Regions from separate parts of the Sus scrofa genome. Here region 1 is linked to region 2. Evidence: chromatin contacts called from public Hi-C data. All regions are on one chromosome and are shown on one strand. Each heading gives the region's core, a stretch centred on a gene start, on an enhancer-like site or on the middle of the called end of the contact. The rest is flanking DNA. Distances are from core to core; before and after follow the strand shown.

Region 1 (4,341 bases), core at 1,676-4,175, 97 kb before region 2:
AGGAAGAGTTAAAGATCGTGGAATTCAAGAGCTCAAGGGATCACTCAGGTTAGACACGGGAAAGGACTTTTGGATTGTGACAAGGAGGCTGCGTAGAGAAACCCGTTTGGACAGGACACGTGAAATTCACCACTGGTACCTGGGCTGCTGGAGTTTGAGCAACGTCGTGGGTCTCATTTCTTTGTTCATAAGGTAGCGTGTGACAGTTTCACAGGTTCACTGGACAGTTTCATCTTTGGGAGTTCTTTGGACTTTGGTGGGTAAGCCATGCAGGATCGCTGTGTTGGGCTGTGAGCAGTGGGCCCCAAAGTATCACCAAGAGCTTGTGGACAGAAGAGACGTGATCCGAGAGGCACGCATCAGGAAGACTCAGCTGAGAGCCACGTGTAAAATGGAACACAGTGGGTAGATGCTGGTATCGGGAAATTAAGCAGGAAGACAGAACCAAAGTCTGGCAGAGAAAAGATGAGAACTTCTCCAAAGATGATGCAGCAGCATGGATCAAAGAAAAGGGCTTATTCAAGAAATGCAGTGGAGAAAGAATGGACAGTGAAGCAGCTGTGAAGACATGGGCGGGCGGAGTCCACTGTGACATGGTTGCCGTGAGGTTTCCCCAGGGAGCAACTGGGCATTTGTCCAGTGGCCAGTGGGGGTAGCTGAACTTGCTGTACTTTTCTGGCTGAGAAACAAAGAGGGAGCAACAGTGGTCTGTGAGCTGGGTAAACTTGCCCCTGTAACCTATCATGATGAGTAATGATGGCCTTGACCTGGGGTGAGTGGGATCGTGTGATCCCATTGCCACTGCTCTGTCCCCACTCTTAATGGTGACGAAATCTCACACTCGGCTTCCTGTCAGTTAGCAGGGCTCTCTGCACACAGAAGCCGGGAGAATTCCATAAAGAACTGAGAAGGAGAAACAGAAAACACCTCGGCAACATCCTGCAGGACCCCATAGTGCTGGGTGACATTTAGCGTTCAAAATGACCTTCCGCCCTCACTCTTCTTGTCACCATTTTCCAGCTCAGAATTCCAAGGTGCTAATGCCAGATGTCCTCGGCCTTCCCAGGGAAAAAGGAAACAAGTGGCTACTGAGTTCTGGGTGCATTGCTGTCACACCTCTTGCAGACAGTAGGCACTGGGGAGTGTGGCGAAGATGGCGTCTTCTTGGCCGTCCCCATGAGAGAAGGTAGTATGGGACCATAGGGCTTGTCTCACTGGCATCTCCCTGTGGGCCTCTCAGATAACCTGGCAGCATATTCTTTTACCTTGGCTCCAGGACAAGAAAGGATACTCTTTCAATAAGCAAAGCCCGATGACTAAAGCTGTTTCTGTAAAAGCAGGGCCCAGGGGGTTTCCTCTTCTGATCCAGGTTGGTCTCTGGCCAAGGACCCGTGAAATCCCCTGAAGATGAGCAGCTCTGGAGGGTCAGGCTGTAGTCTTAGTTATGAGCAGGAAATGGGACTCTTCTCACAACCCGATTTGGTTTCCCACATGGCGGCTACTTCTGGCCTAAGATGTCCTTTCTTTTCTTGGTTCGAAATGCCAATGCCCACCATTCATTAGTTGCTCCAGGAAAACCAAGCATCCCTGTCGTTAGGTCAGGTGAACTTCAGTTTGTAAATTTTCCTCTAAAGCATGCAGGTGGGGTTACCTCTGATTGGCAGGTCCCCTCGGTGGCTGGAAACTGCTGGAGAGCTTCTGGATCAAAGGGCGAAGCGGGCCCTTGGATGAGCCCATTCTGAGAAGGCTTGTTGCTATCAGCCCTCTTGCTCATAATGCCAGGCTTTTTGATCAAGTCATAGAAGCCAGCTTAGGTTCCTAGAATTTATTAACCCAGCTGCCGATGAGCCATGCCCTGATTTCTTTGTCTTCTTAGTTAAAAATAGCAGGTTTGACCCCGGGGAACTCTGCGGTTTGCACCCGAGTGGGAAAGCTCAGCACTGGATGACAGCTCTAGGTATCTCTGGGTGTGTGCGGATCATCCTGCCCCGCGTGAAGGGGTTCACATTTCCCTCTGCAAGAGACCTTGTTTGCCCCGTGTGAAGAATACCCAGACTCCAAGCATGAACTTGCAGCGCTGTGGCCTTAGCCGTGCTTTGATGCCAAGGATTGAGGACACGCTTCTATGAGCCTTTTCTTGTTACTGCAAGGCTGTCGGGCGAACCTCAGCCCAGCATCTCTCAGAATAGTCAGTCCTCAATGATCGGCACATGGCTCACATGCTTTGCAAACGATTCACGCATAATTTTGAATTCCAGACTGGCCGTGCGGCTGCTCGACAAGGTCCTGTTAAGATACCCGTCTATGTTTTTGCCTCAGCCGGGGCTACCTGGGGACGTTATACATTCTGATGATGGAGTGATAGGAAATCAACGGGGAGAGACATACTGAAAAGTCATCATTTGGAGGAAGCCCTTAGGGAAGTGGGTTATGTCTGCCCAAACATCACTTCATGGTTACTAAAAAAAAAAAAAAAAAAAAAAAAAAAAAAAAAAAAAAAATCAACCCATCTATAGTCTGACTGCACCTCTTCCCAAAGCCACAGCTGATAAGAATGTAATTGCAGATATTGAATCCTGAACCAAGTGGAAGTTCAGGAATGAGGATATTGAGACCTACAACTTCTTCTGTCAACATGGGACCCCATGGGTCCTTACACTAGAAGTTTCCCGAGCCCTTTCTTCAGACCGTCTTCAAGGGAGCCGACTCCAAGCCATCTTGTCCATCCTCGTAAATGGAATGAAACCAAATCAAACAACCCAAGCAAAAGTTGGTTGTGCTTCATCCCCCACTTTGGTAAAAGCCTCCGGTGCCTGCTCCACCTTAAAAGTGGAGCGTGCACTTTTTGTGCACAGAGCCTGCATGGAGCGGCCCCCTGCTCTTTTCAGGGAGGGAATGTAAGCAGATCCCCAAAGAAACTGCTTGGCTCAGCACTCTTGGGGCCTGTTGTGATTGGCCTGGCCTGAAAGAATGCAGCAAGCTGTACCTGTGCCAGGGAAAATGCAAATGCTTCCCTGAAACCAGGGTTTAGGGTGGACAGGCTCATCTGGAACCCAAGTAGAAAAGCAAAGCAAACAGAATATTGGCGAGATTAGAGGGGCTCCTTAGAGATGGTTTTCGCCCGTGGCTGTGGGCCACATGGGCCAAATTGGTCACCAGGCAGGGTGAGGGGGGTGTCTCAAGGGGAAGGAACTCAGGCAGAAGGCTTCCTCCTTCCGCTGTGAGCCTTGGGATTTCCCTGACAACTGAAGCCAGTTTCTGGCCCAGACTGGCTCCTTCCCAACTGCCCTTGAAGTCCTTCGCTGGGCTCTGGACCCTGAAAGGCTGACAGGGATGCTCTCTGCCGGCCTCAGGCCAGGGAGGAACTTGCCATGGCCTGACTCCTCCTGCCTCTCTGTGGCTTCTCCCATCTCTTTTCTGTGAGAAATGTAAAAACCAGGAACCCTCTTTTGTGTGTCATCTTTCTCTGCAGCATCCTATTATTCGTGGTAGCAGTTTTCATTTGGCTGCTGTCTGCTCCCCTCCCTATTTATGACCTCCATGTGGATGGGCTGGGTGATCCCAACAGTATAGCTCGTGCTAACCATGACCCTCAGCCGTGGTAGTTACAAAATCAGTGGTTGTTGATTGACTGATAGTCCTTAAGACCACTGCGGGACATTCTTTAGCAGGATTTTTTTTTTTTTTTTTTTTTTACTGATACTCTGATTTCTCTTTATTACATGTCTGAGCACATAGGAGGTGGTCCATCAACACTTGGCAGATTCAAATTTTTCTGATGGATTAACGATCTTTTGTAGCCAGGAAGAAGCTAAGTCTTCAGCCACATTTAGCTTCCTCTCCGTGTCTTTCCACTCAGGAGATCTTTCGGGGCTTTATCTCTTCCTTCCCCTCAACATGTACCCTTATCCCCTCTCACCATCTCTCGAGACCCCAGGCAGGTTTTTGGAAACATCCAAGCTGCCTTGGATCCTCCCGAGGGCTCTCTCCTCACTGCTCCTTCCGTCTGAATTCCCTTTTCCTTTTTCTCCATCCGGAAACTCTGGGTCTTTTCCCTCCTCCCCTTAAGCCCCCCTATTCTCTCTGCTCAATCAGAGGTCCATTCTTGAATACTCCATTTCTCTTGTCTGCCACCCTTGCCTGCTTGGCACTTGTTTTAACAACTCTGCCCTGGCCTCCATTGGGCAAATCGGACACCACACACCACCCCGCAAAGCTCAGAGCTTTCTTGTTTCCTTATTAGTAACTTTCACCTTTTTAACTTCTCCTGCCTCTATCCTTCTACATACCCAAGAATTTTACCTATGCTCTTTACCAGTACCGTTGTGTTGTAAGTCGTGG
Region 2 (3,995 bases), core at 533-3,032:
ACAGAAATGAAACACCTTTGGAACTCTTAGAATGGACAAAACAAACCAATTGGCTATTTTTCAGAAACACAAAACATGAGTATAGGTGGGACCTTCACCCGGTATAGTCATGGACAATGGGCTGCAATTGACCATTTATTAAATGCTACTTTTATGTGGCATTTTACTGAGTATTATTTCAAGGGTTATTTTGACATGAATCCCACTCTCTCCAAAAGTTACTATCAAGATCCCACTTACATTAGTGTAAAAGTTAATTTCAAATCTCCTTGGTGAGCTCCTGCCATGTGCCAGGCGCTGTGCTGGGTACTGGGAATAGAAAAGTTACCACAACAAAGCCTTTGTCTTCATTCGCCTTAGAGTTTGGAGGTGGAGACAGCATAATATTTAATTAGGGCCAGTACCACAGCATCTTCTATCCTCTCACTAAGGAAGTCACACCACTTACTATAAGGCCTGACATATCGTCAAGGACTCAGTAAATATTTATTGGATAAAATGAATTTAGGTGAAAAAAAGGAATAAATGCTGAGCGAAAGTATAGGGTGCTATGCAAAATACAAAGAAGGAGAAACTTGACTAGTTGGCGAGGACTCACTACAGAAAGTATCGTTTACACTGAGCCAAGCAATGAAAGAAAAGAATGATGAAAACACCAGGCTTATGGTGTCAGACCTACATTCAAATCCTAGCTGTGTCACTCATGAGCCTGGCAAGTCTAGCTACTCCAAACCTCATTCTTTGCATCCATAAAATACTGAGGGCCGCAGTATTAGTATTAGGGCCACACCCGAGGCATATGGAGGTTCCCAGGCTAGGGATCTAATTGGAGCTGTAGCTGCCAGCCTACACCACAGCCACAGCAATGTGGGATCTGAGCTGTGACCTATACACCACAGCTCATGGCAATGTCGGATCCTTAACCCACTGAGCAAGGCCAGGCATCAAACCCTTGTCCTCATGGATACAAGTCAGGTTCATTAACACTTGAGCCACAACAGGAACTCCTGGCTTCAGCTCTTTTTAGGTGCGTTTTCAGGAAGTGCCCTGCGATGACCAGGATCGCTGGCTGTGTAAACGTGGATAGAAAAGGGTGGTACTGGGGGAGACACCAGCGGCAGCTTTTGAATTTTCAATCCAAGACATGAGATAGGACTATATTTTGATATGGAAAAAAAATGTCCAATGAGAGGGCCCCCCAAAAAGGACATGGTGGTGGCCAGAGGAGAGAGAAACTAGGACATAAAAAGATTTTAGGCACAAAACTTGAGGGCAGAGAGAACTAGAGGTGTTTAAAAAACAATGATGGGGGAGGGAAAGCCATTGATTGGGCCTTTGAAACCCCGCCAAGAACCAAGAGCTGGGGCAGTGGCAGAGGGGAAGGCCAGGTAGGGCAATTCAAGCGGAAATCTGGCTCCCTCCAGCTCAGCATGGAGCAGGCCTAGAGAATTTGCTGCAGTGGGAGGTGGGGCCAGTCTGGCACAGTCTGTGGGTTTGAAAGGAGCTGGGCGGGTTGGAGAATGCCAGTCAGCTTTTGTCGTTCTGAGCTCAGAGAGGGGGTGACAAATACTGGGCTTCAGGTCAGAAGCCTGGCTTGGGTGGCTTTTGGAGAAAATTTCCCTCTGCTCCCAAACTCTGAACATGCAGTCCTCACACCACAGGCCTCCGATCACAGCTTCAGCACCTGTCTCAGAGGCCATTCTCCAGGAAGGGTTTCAGCAGTGGTACCTATTGGCTGTCTTACGGCGCCCCTTTCCTTTCCTATGCCCTAGAGACCATGAACTGGGCTGAGTACAGCATCTTTGCATACCTTCCCTCACCACCCCCCATGCTTCACATCTCCCAGACTCCTGGGGTTAATCCCCAAGACAACCTTGCTTTGAAAGAAAAAATGTGGTGAGCCTACTTGAAGATTTGGAGCCCAGAAGTCTCTTGTCTGTCCTGCCTCAGCCAGACCCCAGACACCAGGCTCAAGGAGGTGGACGTTCACAGAGAAAGCAGCAGTAAGTTCTTGCTGTTGTTTGTTTTCAAGGCTTGGTTGCTCTTCAGAATTAGAACCCCCGAAAGCATAGGTCTTTCTTTTTCTTTTTTTTTTTTTTTTCCTTTTCTTTCCCCTCTCTTTTTTTCCTCAGCAAAAATTTATAATATATCTCCTTCCCCTCCTGGGGGTGAGTCATAAAAGCAATTGAATTAGAAAGCACTCCTTCGTCGCCTCTCATAGCCTGCGTTAAAGATATCTGAAGTTGATCTGTGTGCGCCTCTTCTCCACATGGTCATATTTGAACTGTGTCTGCATTTGTGAAAATAAATTGTACTGATGGTGGTTCTCCAGAATAAACACTAAATAACTGGCTGATTGATTGTAATTATGATGAATTTGTCCCAGGACTGGCAGGGACGTCTTCGTTGGGGAGTTTTGTGCCTATTTGCTGCTCATCAAAGGCAAGGATAGACAGACTTCGGAACAAGGGTGTGGTCTCGCTGATTCAGCTTCCTTCCCAGCCCATCTCGACTCCCGCCTTCTGCTCCTCCTCCTCTCACCCCACTCCTCTGATCCATCCTGAGGCGGCTGTCAGGGCAACAGCATCTACCTGTCTTTTTTCTCACTGCCTGTGTTAGACTCGGTCAGGTCAGAGACCACTCCCCGTAATCAAACTCATCACATTTGTGATCTCAGCATATTTTCCATCCAATCAAAATCTCCCTCAGCTTCCCCTACCCTGGGATTATTAGTCAACAAAGTAATAACAATAATAATACTGCATTTAGAAGCTCCTTAGCATATTTCATCTCTGAATGTCTTACAGATGTTAACTAGTTAATCTTCATGACACTCTATCCAGGAGCAGTAAATATTATTAACCATGATAGAACATATATATATATATATATATATATATATATATATATATATATATCTGCGCTAAGGACAGCAAAATAGTTCACTTATTTATCACGGCTCACTTGATATAGTAACTGGTATTTTTTAAACACCCATCATAGATACAATAATTAGAGATGTGCTTTTGTTAACAAAACCACTACCCACTTCTAGCGTACCCCTGGGTACTAAATAATTACCCACTTTGTGTGGTTATCTAGCTCACTAATTACCCACAGAAATTGGGGTCAGGTGTTAACTGCTTGAAATAAGTATCCTCCAAAGACATCGCTGAGTTGTATAGAGAAAATGATGTGTTCATAGCAAAACTTTTATAAGTTACATATTTGTATGTCTTAGTAAGCAGAGTGCATACAGATGGGGACAGACTAGCTTCGCATGTGAAAAATCATGCTGAGCCATTCTTGCCAATATATAAAGGTTTAGGAGGGTCTCTGGAAATTTCCTTCTCTGTCTACCTTTCCTCCTTGAAGATGAGTGCAATCTGATTCCCATAATCTGGACCTCATGTAGGAGTACGCTAAGACAATTGATGTTTCTCGTTAGGAATGATTCATTTTGGTGTTACAGGGAGGCACCCAGTGAGTCAAAGATTTTTTTTGACAGCTCCACCCTTTATGATTATTCTAGCATGTTTCTTTTTCTCCATCAGTCTAGTGCAAACACCCTATTAGCCAAATTTGAAAAAGATTCTAACCTAGTCTCTGGCCCCTGCCAACCATCTCTTTCTCCTTCCCAATAATGACAGAAAAGAAAAAGAAAAAAAAAAAAAGTATTACAGGAAACCCAACACTATGATTGTAGGTCTTTCTCTTTTTGCCTCAATTTGTTCTGCTTTCCTCTCTTCCCTCTCCCTTCTTCCTCTCTCTGCATCTCCTTCTCATTTGTGCTTTTTCTTCTCCTTTTCCTTGGCATCCAGCCCTGCTTCTGCAGGTCTCACAGTCAGAGACAAAGCACAATATCTGAGTTGAGCACAAAGAAGCTACCTTTAAAAACATCGACTTGGAAGAAACCTGTAACCTCAGCTCCCTCCCTCCTTCCCTCCCCCCTTGCTCTCTACAGAACTGCCGTTATATCTAACACGGTACAGCCT

What was found. A called contact is a pair of places that touch in the nucleus more often than the background predicts.
Region 1: a contact with region 2 is called in a Hi-C map of omental adipose tissue, with 1.8 times the contacts expected there. The contact joins two enhancer-like sites. A contact is called at or near these places in 15 of 47 Hi-C or Micro-C datasets (adipocytes, brain, embryonic fibroblasts and 8 more) and 1 of 2 datasets of contacts at active chromatin or transcription factors (skeletal muscle).

What each region holds. Positions count from the first base shown.
Region 1 is chr9:49,210,180-49,214,520 of Sscrofa11.1, reverse strand. The region is part of intron 3 of LOC102164776; the gene reads left to right. Among named protein-coding and RNA genes, the nearest start is that of MIR100, 54 kb to the right of the region's middle. Within about 2 kb of position 2,925, at least 7 of the 83 cell types and tissues checked have an H3K27ac peak or open chromatin away from gene starts, as enhancers often do. A contact at or near this core is called in omental adipose tissue, where this site is marked.
Region 2 is chr9:49,112,783-49,116,777 of Sscrofa11.1, reverse strand. LOC106504205 (a long non-coding RNA gene) reads left to right here. Exons shown (of 2, transcript XR_002335697.1): 1 at 1-3,995. Among named protein-coding and RNA genes, the nearest start is that of MIR125B-1, 5.3 kb to the right of the region's middle. Within about 2 kb of position 1,782, at least 13 of the 83 cell types and tissues checked have an H3K27ac peak or open chromatin away from gene starts, as enhancers often do. A contact at or near this core is called in omental adipose tissue, where this site is marked.